2 separate regions of the Triticum aestivum genome follow, and region 2 is linked to region 1. Evidence: chromatin contacts called from public Hi-C data. All regions are on one chromosome and are shown on one strand. Each heading gives the region's core, a stretch centred on a gene start, on an enhancer-like site or on the middle of the called end of the contact. The rest is flanking DNA. Distances are from core to core; before and after follow the strand shown.

Region 1 (5,619 bases), core at 893-3,392:
TTCAGGCTTGAGATCCGAATGTGCGCTTCTGTTTTTTGATTTTTAGAACAAGAGGCAGTGTCACGCAAGTTTGCTGTTGGGATCTCGCACTCCATGGAAAATCCCGAGAAAATGAACGCCGCGGTGTAAAGTTGCACAGACAATTTCTGAAGAAACACAGAACCAGAATTTTCCTGGACTACCGGCAGGAACTAACACCTACACCTAGCAAGAGGCCCACCCAGGTAAGGCAGATCTAGGAGCAGCAGCAGGCGCATGAGCGATGCGTGTTGCTCTGGGATGACTCACCGTGGGTCGCGACGGTCGGAGCGCCAGATGGCCGCGTAGGACCAGCCTCCGCCGCGGCACAGCGCTCCCAGTGCCTCCGCCATGGACCGAGGGAGGGGCCGAGGCTAGAGCGCGCGCGCAGCAGCAGGACGTACGCCGGCGCGGGCGGGGCGGAGGGAGGAGGGCGGTGTGGTGGAGTGGGCGGAGCGCGAGGGGTTTAAGCGCGGAGGGTGCCGTCCGATAAATAGCGGGAGCGAGGAGAGAGGCGGGGGCGGAGCGGCGGAGCCTTTTAACAAGTGGGGAGGTGGTGGAGGAATGATCCAGCAGCTTTGCTCGGCTGCGGCTGCGTGGGTGGTTTCTGTGGACGTTTTTCTCGTGTCCTTCCTTTGGAGGAGATCGCGGGCGAGAGCCGAGAGGGATGGATAGCCAGGCCGGTGCCGCCGTGCCGGCCGGGCAACTCTTTTTCCTGCCGCTTCTATTCTATCACAACTTGACAGTGTTCACGATCAGGCGGCTGGTGATTTTTCCTCAGTCGGGGATTCCCGGCTGAAAAGAATCTTGCTTGTGAAATCAAGACGCAACATGCCTGTAGGAGCTAAATAATCGACACACGATATCATCCTTTGTCTAAATACATGCACTACTACTACTTGTTTTTACTACACCCCACTACGGTACCGTCTTTTACAAAGGGAAATTTGATCTGATACCGACAGTCCACCTTGTCTCTTTCAGCTAGATAGGTTTCCTACCAATATCAAGTGCCCTATGTGCCTTTCTCACGGGGATGTTTCCAGTAGATATTCTTCAAGCTATAGCTACTCTACATGTGGTTGCAAATCGTCCTAATCACCGGCGTCATTTTCGTCACCCACATCACTGAAAGACCCATCTCTCTCTCTCTCTCTCCATTGTGTATGAACACCAACACCGCCTACTATACCCGGTAAGGCAAGTCCCTGCATCCATAATTCCATATATGCGTCCCTGGAACTGAATAATGCACTACTAATAATGCATGAATCCACTACTGTACTACCTAGAAAAAGAAACGTTGGCGGCAACCGAGAAGAGAACCCACGCATTCGGGGGAATCTTGACTAACATGGTGACTCTACTCAAGATCATAATGCGCGAGTATTTCTAAAAATTCGTAGTAGGCAGGCAAGGACTGACAGATCGCTCATTCCTATAGCCAGAACACCATATACTACGCATATTCTTGTGGGTTATTTGCTGCTTCCCATGACCATGAGGAACAGGACCACATGGTGGTTCGTGTTGTGCGCCGATGTTGTTGGTAATTAACCCAATCATGTGTGGTCAGTGGTCACCCATGATTGAGTGGCTACCAAGAGAATATTTCTAGGGTTTCCCTTCCCCTTTCCCCTTTTGTTCCCGATATGTCTGCGACGCCATCATTGTACGTCCGTCCCAGACATACCCTAACCATTCCGCCATCATCTTGCAGGTTGGTTGGTAAGGCAAGAAGGGGGCCGGGACGCAGACCTGCTGGCTGCCCCGGTGGACTCTACCGCACCGCTGTACAAAAAAGGAGCAGAATATCACTTCCTAACGAAGGTAATTAGTGCAGACCGTCGCTTTACCGAGAAGCACATCCAACAGAGAGAAGCCAAAATGACATGGAATTAGCCGTGTCGTCTAAATCGTCTCAGTAACCGTAACAAAGGGACTCTAGGGATGAAAGGTTTAAGAGCTGGAGGCTAATGAGGGTAGCTAGCTAGTACAAGACGCCTATATGATGCCATCATTCTTGGCGTTAAGGCCCATGATTTTGTCTCCTGAGGCTTTCCAAGTGTATATAGTCTGGTAAGGTCAATGACACTACACAAAAAGTGCTGCTTTTTGCCTGGGCTCTCATTTCCTTGGACCCCTCACTTTAATTTGTGAAAAGAAGAGATCGAACAACGGGAGACCGGCAAGAAGAAGTGCCTCTCTCCTGCATGTGTAGATTAGTAGTTTTTCTGCAATCAATCTTCAGATTGATTCAGTGCAAGGAATATAATGGGCATGCACGAGTAGAAAGCTAGACATGTGCCTGGAGTTTGAAAGGAATTTATGCCCATTGTGTGCTTGCAAAAATAATAATCAACGAGCTCATCTTGTTGTACACTAGAACCATATCACACGGTATTGTTTGTTTAGATGAAACAGTACTGTTATTTACTTGCAAAAAAGAGCTATGGTTTGTTTCTTCTCTTCCGAAAGGAGGAAAACCCGACCTGTGCATCGATCGATGCACATATTTTATGTGGTTTATTTCTATAACAAAAAACATATTAATTCAACCATTGTGAAAAAATATGATGCAGCTGATATAATTAACACTACCTTATAGTTAGCATGATAGGTTTTATTGTTTATATATCATGAAAACATCATTGCGAAACACCGATACGGGCACTTGGGCGGAACCTACCATATCAAATACTCCCTCCGTCCCAACGTTTTTGACACTAGTGTAGTGTTAAAAATGTTCTTTTATTTTGGGACAGAGGGAGTATATACTAGTATATTAGGGCATCATCAAGTTTGACCCGCAATTCCTCCTGCATCAGTCGGGCGGGGGGGGGGGGGGGGGGGGGGGGGGGGGACCGTGGACACGGATGTGGGAGCACCGCGGCACAAATCACCCACACATAGCATGCAAATTAGTCTAGTACAACAATAGTTCAAATCCAACTAGATTAACCGGATGTTCAACAAATTTTTCATTAACGGATCATGTCGTCCCACACATATTGCCCCTTGAACTTCATCCAACAATGCATGTGCGTAAATGGTCTGCCCTCTAGCCTGCGGTACATCATGGCAACACGGACAGGCTACACAATGTGTAGAGCAACATTGAGTGAATGAATGCAACAATCGACAAGTTGAACAAGAAGAAGCAAAACTTACGATCTCCTCGGCTGCCGCGCGCAATGTCACCTGGACTCCAACATATCAACCGCGCCACAAAACTTGGTGACGGTGGTTTGGATGGCGTATCATTGATACGATATCGACTTCACATTTGTGTTCATTGATGATGTGCATGTCGTAGGGCGCAATGTGCTTTTGGGCGTGAAGCGAATCATGCACGCACTGCCAGAAGAGCCCCTTTCTGCTCCTGCCTACGAAATCCGAGGATACGGCCAACCACGCATCGCGCAACAACTCATCCCCCATGGTCGAGTACCCCGCCATTCTTCATACTCTAAAAAGACAACATGGCGTTCGAAAATAAGCTCAATGACATTTGAACAAACATCTGTCAGGCGAGGTGTCCGCCATGGACGTTGTCGACAGGGGGACGAAGTGTACCTGGCTGTGGACGAGTCCTGGGTGGACGGCGCCGTCGTAAAAGGCGAGTGAGTGGGTCGGTGTTGGTGCGGACATCCGACAATGCCCGTGTGGTGGTTGAAGAAGTACAACGGCGGCGTCGGAGGAGGAGGGTGCAGATTCAAAGCAAGGTGGAGAAGGGGTGGATTGGAAGAAAATGGTACCAGAAGGGGGGATTTTTGTGGGCCAGAGGTGTCAGAGTCCTACGTGGCTGCTGTCCGGATTCCCGCAAAGCCCCTCCCCCCAACTTTGCTTCCATTTGCAGGACAAACTGTGTCTGGACCGGTCGGCGGACCAATACAGGCTGGGTTGGATGACAAAACACGTCCGGACCACGCGGTCTTATAGCGGCCCGACCCAAATCGACCGGAGTCTTTGCACTTAAGTGCTAGTCCCAGGATTGGATTGCTAGCACATACAGTACTCGATGAAATATAACAGAGTTCAATCACACACTTGTTACATCGAAGTCCTGCAAAGGAGTATTTATTACATAAATATGGCTGAACGCCATCTTCTAAAATAAATAAATGCGGAAGCATCGAAGGTAAATGAGTCAATCCAACTCCACGTCAAAAGCTGAGTGCGGACAACAACCTATCTCACCTTATTCCTCATTGAAAAACTCTGCAACATAAGACGTTGCAACCCTATAGGTCAACACATGGAATATGCCGGCAATGTCACACCATAGAATAATAATGAAAATTTCTATCTCTATATGCAGTTCAGCTGGTGGAGGCTCTAAGTTTAATTTTTGCATAAAGCTAATTTTGTCCTATAACAAATTAAATTATTACTACAAAATTTATACCATTATTGAGATGATTCCTCCAAACCTACGTTATTTATAACCTAATGCAGCCGGGGCAGGCTCGAGGATCACCACAGCGTGCTCGGCCCTGCCCTCGGGCGGCGGTGGATGATCGTCGGAGTCGCCGAACTCCAGCGAGGAATTGGCGAGGTGGGGAGAGGGAGTGAGCTCCCGTAGGAGGGGGTTTCACACAGGGAGGGGTGGGGGTCTCGGGGGCTCTCTTTATAGGGTAGGGGAGGGTGTCCAGGTGCAACAACAGGGGCGACCGAATCCGGCATGGCAATGAGAGGTGATGAGGACATGAAAACCGTTGAACCCTTAGAGTCGAGGACGACTCCTTTTCAAGAGGGGGAGGATGATGAGGACATGAAAACCATTTATACGTCCTTGGTCATCAAAGTAGAAATCATAATATTTCGTCTCAAACGAACACATTGCCAGGTGAATGCTAACTTAAGTTTATACTATAATCTTGAACACATGGCTGCACTTTCACCTTCTTAGTTGTTGGTTGAACTCAGGTGCACTATCGAAGAAGGCCAAACACATTTCAGTCCGTGCAAAGCAATGTTTTATGGCAAAGAAACAAAGTTAGGAGTTCATGAAGAAATGAGTTGTCTGCTGAAGAAACATGTTCCGATTCTGACGAAACAATGTTTTGCACGAGTTTGGATATCCCAACTTGCAAAACGTTCCCAGAACTCGAGTTTGCTGCTGAAGGAAACATTGTTGGACTCCAGTGAACAATGTTTGATTGGGAACTGCCAACCACCTCCAATGAGAGTTTTCCAGAAGCTACCTCATTAAGTCTCTAAGCCATTTAGTCAAACCAAAGCTGGTTCTCTTTCACACCTAAGTTGGTTCCCAAAGCTAGTTTTTTTCCACACCTATCCAGGGGGGTTGTCCTGATTATAAATAGGCTAGCTCTTCCCTTCGTTGGGGACTTTTGCCATTTCTATCAAAGACCAAAGACATAGACTCCTCCTGAGATTGGAGAGCTCTTGTTATCCTTATTCTCGTGATTCCTTGAGAATTTGCTCCTAATTCGTGCTCCATGACTAGATCGTGTTGTGTGGGTTAGAGTTTGTGGTTTCCCTTGCGGATTGCACCTATCCCGTGCTCCACGACTTGAGCGTGGTTGTGTGGGGTAGTATTTGCGGGTTGTGGATCGGCGAATGTTCGGATTGCAAGCT
Region 2 (5,960 bases), core at 2,391-4,890, 540 kb before region 1:
CAAATTGTTAAAACCAGAGATGTCTTTTGAATCAGGAAATTGAAATATTAAAGTGGTTTCTGTTGTGTTGGTATATGTCTTATGAATAGTTTTTGTTATTGTTGTCCAACTGTTGCCCACTTCCGAATCGTGTTGATGAATCCCAATGACAAGTGGAAGTGCAGGTGTGCCACCTGTCTCAACTGAGTCTGGTTGGCATATGGGTACTACTTCCCTGATAAATGTCCTCTGAACTTACGTTGATATTGTTTAATTGCAGACTGATAGTTCTGTTTCCTAGCTTCTCTTAATACGTTTTGGGCTTGCATTACATATGTATAGTCTGCCTACACAAAAATAAAGCATAAACCTTTTTCATCGAGTAGATGGATTCACCTTTTTTCACAATCTGTTTATACTAGGAGGGAGCTTCTGAAGATGACATTCGCCAAATTCCGAAATACAAATTTCGGAGGATGGAGGAGCCTGAAAAGCAATCTGTCACCACGACTGAATCTTCTGGTGGAATAATGATAGAGTGTGGTACTAACCAACCTATTGAGAAAGTACTTGCAGCTGAAGATGCAGTAAGTTCGCCACCTTTTGTCCTTGAAATGTATAAATTTATTTGCCAAACTGGTTCCTGCTTATGTGAACAATTTGTGGAATCTACTTTATTATACCGACTTACTCCGTAGTTTTATATGATATATTTACATGTATGAAACTTGGTAGAAAAAATATTTGGTACTCCCTCCATTCATCTATACAAGGCTACTTAGTCTTGTCTTAAGTCAAATTGTTTTAAGTTTGACCAAGTTTGTAGAAAAGATATTGACATCTACACTACCAAATCAGTATCACAAGATCTATCAGGATTTTTTTCCGTAAAGTTTATTTAGTATTGTATATGTTAATACTTTTTTCTATAAAGTTGGTCAAACTTAGAACAGTTTGACTTAAGACAAGACCAAAAGGAGGGTGTGTATCACAGTTTTTCATGGTCATGGCCAGCTTAGCTACAAAACTACGAAATATTTCCCTGTAAATATTGGGAAATGCAAAAAGGTGTTCTGCTGTGAATCCTCGCTGCAAATATCTAGATGGCGAGGAATTTCAAGCTGTAGTGTGGTGGGACTCATTTATCCCATTAACAAAATATCCAGATGGAGAGGTCAAGCTGTAGTGTGGTGGGACTCATTTATCCCATTAACATGGTATCTGAGTCTAAATTTGATATCGTAAATCATAAAGAAATTAAAAAATACGCAAGGTCTTGTCTTACATGCGTTTCTTTTGTACTGCCTCCCCACCACACTTCTGTTTTCGGTTTTGCTGAAGTAAAACCACCTCAACTGCCCACGTCTTATTGGCTTACCAAATAAACCCATGTTTTCTTTGGCAAGCCAATAGGTACCGATTCTCTTCCTACTTGAAAATATGCAAGGTTCCGTCTTACGTCGTTTTTTTCGTCCTCCCTTCCCGCTCCACCTCCGTTTTCGGTTTTGCTGTTTTTTCTTGAAAACCGCCTCAACTTCTGCACGTCTTATTGGCCCACCAAATAAAATCATGTTATCTTTGGTGAGTCAATAAGTACTGATTCAGTTGGCAACCAAAGTACTTTTTTGGTGCGAAGTCACATTGCTAATGAAATGGAAGGTAAATCACGGTGACTGTGTACAAAATATTTGTGGTCCACGCACGGGCAATTATCTAGTCGTAAACAAATGAACCTATGCTTACTATTAATTGACTTGTACATTTTGACAAAACATGTTTACAAAACATGTTTATAGTCTTTGTAGGGATTGCTTTTCTTTGTGCACATAACAAATCCTTGCACATACACATAGGTTTTAGCGTCAAAATTACTTTGTTCCGAATGGTTTTTTGTTGTACTAGAAACCGGATTAATGAATTATCAGCTCTTTAGCTCAAGTGCATTTGTTTTAGCACCATCATCCTGAGCCTGTTGGTCGTGTTTCAGCTTATTTTTGCATTGCTTCTGCTTTTCTATGAGCTCATATACTAACTTTATTTTGAAATGATTCATCATCTGCTTGGTCGATGCAGGAGTGTTGCATCTGCCTTTCAGTGTATGATGATGGCGCCGAGCTGCGTGAACTCCCTTGTGGCCACCATTTCCACTGCGCTTGCATTGACAAGTGGCTTCACATCAATGCAACTTGCCCTTTGTGTAAGTTGAATGTGCGGAAAAACAGCAGCAGCAGTGGTAGTGAAGAAGTATAAATCTCCAAGTGTGAATCCAAATATTCGACGGGCGACTCATGTCACGACAACGGTACTTATCCATGATAAACTCCTGATTGTGAATTTGAGCGCCCTAGCTAATATAACAAAGGAAGTGTGATTCATGTTAATTTGTGTATTTATATATGGTCATGGTAGTCATTGTGTATTGAAGTTACACATTGTGGTGTATATCAGCTAAAACTGTTTGTTACACAATACCATAGCGATGTAATCTTGTAAATGCCCATTCGTGAAACCATGTCAAGAAGTCATGTTTGCCTATTTGCTTTGTATAGTGTTGTGTTTGAGAGTTTTGGCATAGATCTCCTTGATTTACTGACCTGGTCACTTGCTAGAACGTTCGGGATTTGACCATGGCAAATCGAATGTTTGGATGGCAATTTTTTGTGACGCGCGGATGATAAGTTTAGTTGACATGCAGGGCAATTTTCTGGCAAGAAAAAAAAAACATTGAGCACGGTGTTGCCATGCTTACCAACTAAAATTACCATCCTCGAGTCACTAAAATTGTCATTGTAAAGGTTCGATTTGCTATGGTCAAATCCTAAATGTTCGGGCGTTATTGGGGTCCATGAACTATTTACGATTTTCTATATTTTCTCATTTATTTGGAAAGTTTCAACTTTTCCATAATTTGGCCAACCCCAAACTTTAGATTAATTATTCTCTCAAACTCCTCATCCAGTTGAGCCGAAACTTTTCCACAATATTCGATTAAAATAATTTTGGAAACTTTGAATTACAATCAAAATTTGGTCAAAATGTGGGCGAAACTTTGAATTGTCGTTCAAAATATTTGCGAAAAGTTCAAAGGCCATATATTAAGTAGCACATGCCTTCACAAAACACCTTTACGGAAACTAAAAATGCATCCTAGTCTCTATGAATACCGACGTCTTATTCCTCCTGCATACGCAGTAGTCGGTCAGTTTTTGCAGCATATGGATGATTGGGATGAGGTGACAATTATTAGCGCAAAAGTTGCGATTATGCAACCAAAGAAAACTTATAAATTTCGACATAAGTTTTTTAAAAGTTGGGGTTCCATATAGTTCGCTCAAGATATTTCTCGCGCCCTTTTGAACACGGCATATGCAGTGGAGTGGATCAGGAAAAGCGCAGAACTTTTGTTTAAAGCGCGGCACACTTTTGTCCCCAAGGACTTGCTGCGTAGCCGCCCGCCCGTAACACTCACTCGCGTCACGCAGACAAAATATCTGCAGGAGATAAGGCCTCAAGCCCTCAACGCCTACATGCGACACGCCGCACGTCGCATTCCTCCTGGCCCGCCAGCCCAGCCTCGCCATGCTGATATGATACGCTTGACATGGCCATTAGATATAGCTAGCGAATACGTACTGCTAGTAACAAGTGGGATCAGTGCTGGTATAAGTTTGTGACGAGTATACGCACGCCGCGCGTTTACATACGGCCTTGTCGGCTGGCTAGATATTTATTTCGTCCGGCCCCATATAACGTTCGCCCTTGGCCGTCGTCGAGGAGAGCGGGCCTGCGTACGTCGACCGCTACCCTGACCTCGGGCCGTGCGGCGCGCCCACCCGTACGTGGCCGGGGATCGGATGGACGATCATCTGGCGGTGCTGGCGCGCGGCGAGGGGTGGACGGAGGAGCGGCACGCGGCGTTCCTCGACGGCGTGGAGCGCTCCTTCGTGCAGGAGGTGCTCGTGGGCGCCGCCGGCGTCAGCGAGGAGCGGCGAGCGTCGCGCAGGCTCTGCCACCGGGGGCCGCCGCCCGCCGGCGGCCGTGGCCAGCTCCCGCTGGATCGCCCCCTCCCTGACAGCGCCGTGGAGTCCAACCGCCGGGGACCCTGCTCCCGGCCCGCAGCCCGCGACGCCAAATGACGCTGGTTGGTCGATCTATGGCTACGATCATTCTTTCCTTACACAAAGAACATCAACACGTCTCTCATCCACACAGCTGTACTCGTTGCACGTAACGTTCAGTACAATGGTGAGCGTCTGCTCGCGCATGACTTGTTCCGTTTCCCTTTTCTACCCATAGTATAGTCATGGCCTAAACTTCACAAATAGGTGTGACATCTCTATTTTCGTTTTTGCTCTATTTGCAGGTTGCGTCTCATGAATCTGAAGTTAACAAGCTAGCTAGAGTGATAAATTTCCTTCTAGGATCGTAGCCTCCAAAGTCCAAAGTTGTATGCGTCGCAGTGGAAGTGATGTTTTCCAGATCTGTGCAGTTATGCCGATATTTGTCTTTGTCAATGTGCCTTTCATGGCGGGGCATGGTGTGTATGTTGGTGATGCACTAGTTCATCTTCATTTATCTTAAGGAGCTCTCTTCATAAAATGTGTCTGTTGCTCTCGATATGCATGATATTTATGCAACCGTGCAGATCTTTTCCATAAACTTGCCAATCGGTTCGTGGTTGCTATGCAACGCGCTGCAATATATTTCAGTAAGGTTATCAGTAAGGGAATAATATTGTAATCACTAAGCAAAAGAATGTGGAATTTCCCGTTCCAACGCACACGGGAACGCATTGTTTGGCCGGCCCAACTAGGCCGATTTTCCTCACTGCGGGGCTGTTTTCTTTGGGATGAGCATAGCTCCTTTTGCCCTACCTATTCATATTTTCCGGGGTATTTCTAGTAATTTTTACCTCTTTTTATCTTTTCGCTTATATTCTTTTTTCTTCTCATTTTCCATTATTCTCAAGGTTTTCCTTTCTCAGTATTTTTTTTCTGTTGTTCAATTTGTTTCTTCTAGTTTTCAAGCTGTTTTTGCTATTTTATGTTTTTTAGTTAATTCAAATAAAATAAAATAGACTATATAAAAATTAAATAATTTTTAACTAAAGAGATTTTTTTAAATTTATTAACATTTTTCGGAGATGCGGATATTGTCAAAACCTACGAACTTTTTATAACTGTTCAACATTTCAAAATAAGTGAATATTTTGAAAAATCTTGAATATTTTTAAATATGTGGATATTTTCTAAACATATGTACTCCCTCCGTCAACTTGTCAGAGAAACAGATAAAAAAAATGAATATATCTAGAACTAAAATACGTCTAGATACATCCCTTTCTCTGACCAGTATTTCCGGATGGAGGGAGCACATATTTTCAAAAATACCTTTTTAATGAAAATAAACATGAAGCCATTTATGTATTCTGGCCAATTAGCAAGCGGTTTTCTTATGAAGGGTGCGAGCAAGTAGTTTATTTTTCCGGGTAAAGCATCGCTTTTCTAGCAAGCGAAGAGGTTTCACGCTCGAGCTCTATTTTAGCCTGGCCCATGCGCGATACAGCGCCTATTCGGCACTCAAAGAGTGGACTAGAAGATCCAAAAGAATGTGGCACAATACTTAGTGTTGCTGGTGTTATTTTTTATGCTGATAAGAAGTCAAATAAAAGTATTAAAAAATTCATAAATTTTTGGTTTTTTTAAATGTTTATGAACCATAAAAATGTCCTGAGTTTTTAATATCTACACAGATTAAAAAACACGTAAATATTTTAAAGAAGAAACAAGAAAAATAGAGGAATACAGCAAAACAGTAAAAACCCACCCAAAAAGCCATAAAAAAGGAAAATAAAACCAGATGAAAAACCTAACGTCAACGAGCCGCACATGTGGCTGGCCGAAATTACCTTTTTTTAGGGGTAAAAAAGGGTAATAACCAACACAAGTGTGAGTCAACCCAGTAATCCACTACTACTATAT

What was found. Hi-C and Micro-C count contacts between places; a contact is called where the count stands out from the background.
Region 2: a Hi-C map of leaf shows a contact between it and region 1, with 6 times the contacts expected there. The contact joins the promoter of LOC123141639 here to the promoter of LOC123145075 in region 1. A contact is called at or near these places in 2 of 5 Hi-C or Micro-C datasets (both in leaf).

The regions. Positions count from the first base shown.
Region 1 is chr6D:355,296,656-355,302,274 of IWGSC CS RefSeq v2.1, reverse strand. It overlaps LOC123145075, which reads right to left and starts at 2,142. Exons shown (of 10, transcript XM_044564387.1): 1 at 289-2,142. The coding sequence starts at 371.
Region 2 is chr6D:355,837,674-355,843,633 of IWGSC CS RefSeq v2.1, reverse strand. LOC123141639 reads left to right here and starts at 3,640. Exons shown (of 2, transcript XM_044560729.1): 1 at 3,640-4,120; 2 at 4,343-4,573. The coding sequence starts at 3,834. The coding sequence ends at 4,115. It overlaps LOC123145077 (E3 ubiquitin-protein ligase At1g63170), which reads left to right. Exons shown (of 5, transcript XM_044564392.1): 4 at 402-566; 5 at 2,053-2,514. The coding sequence ends at 2,229.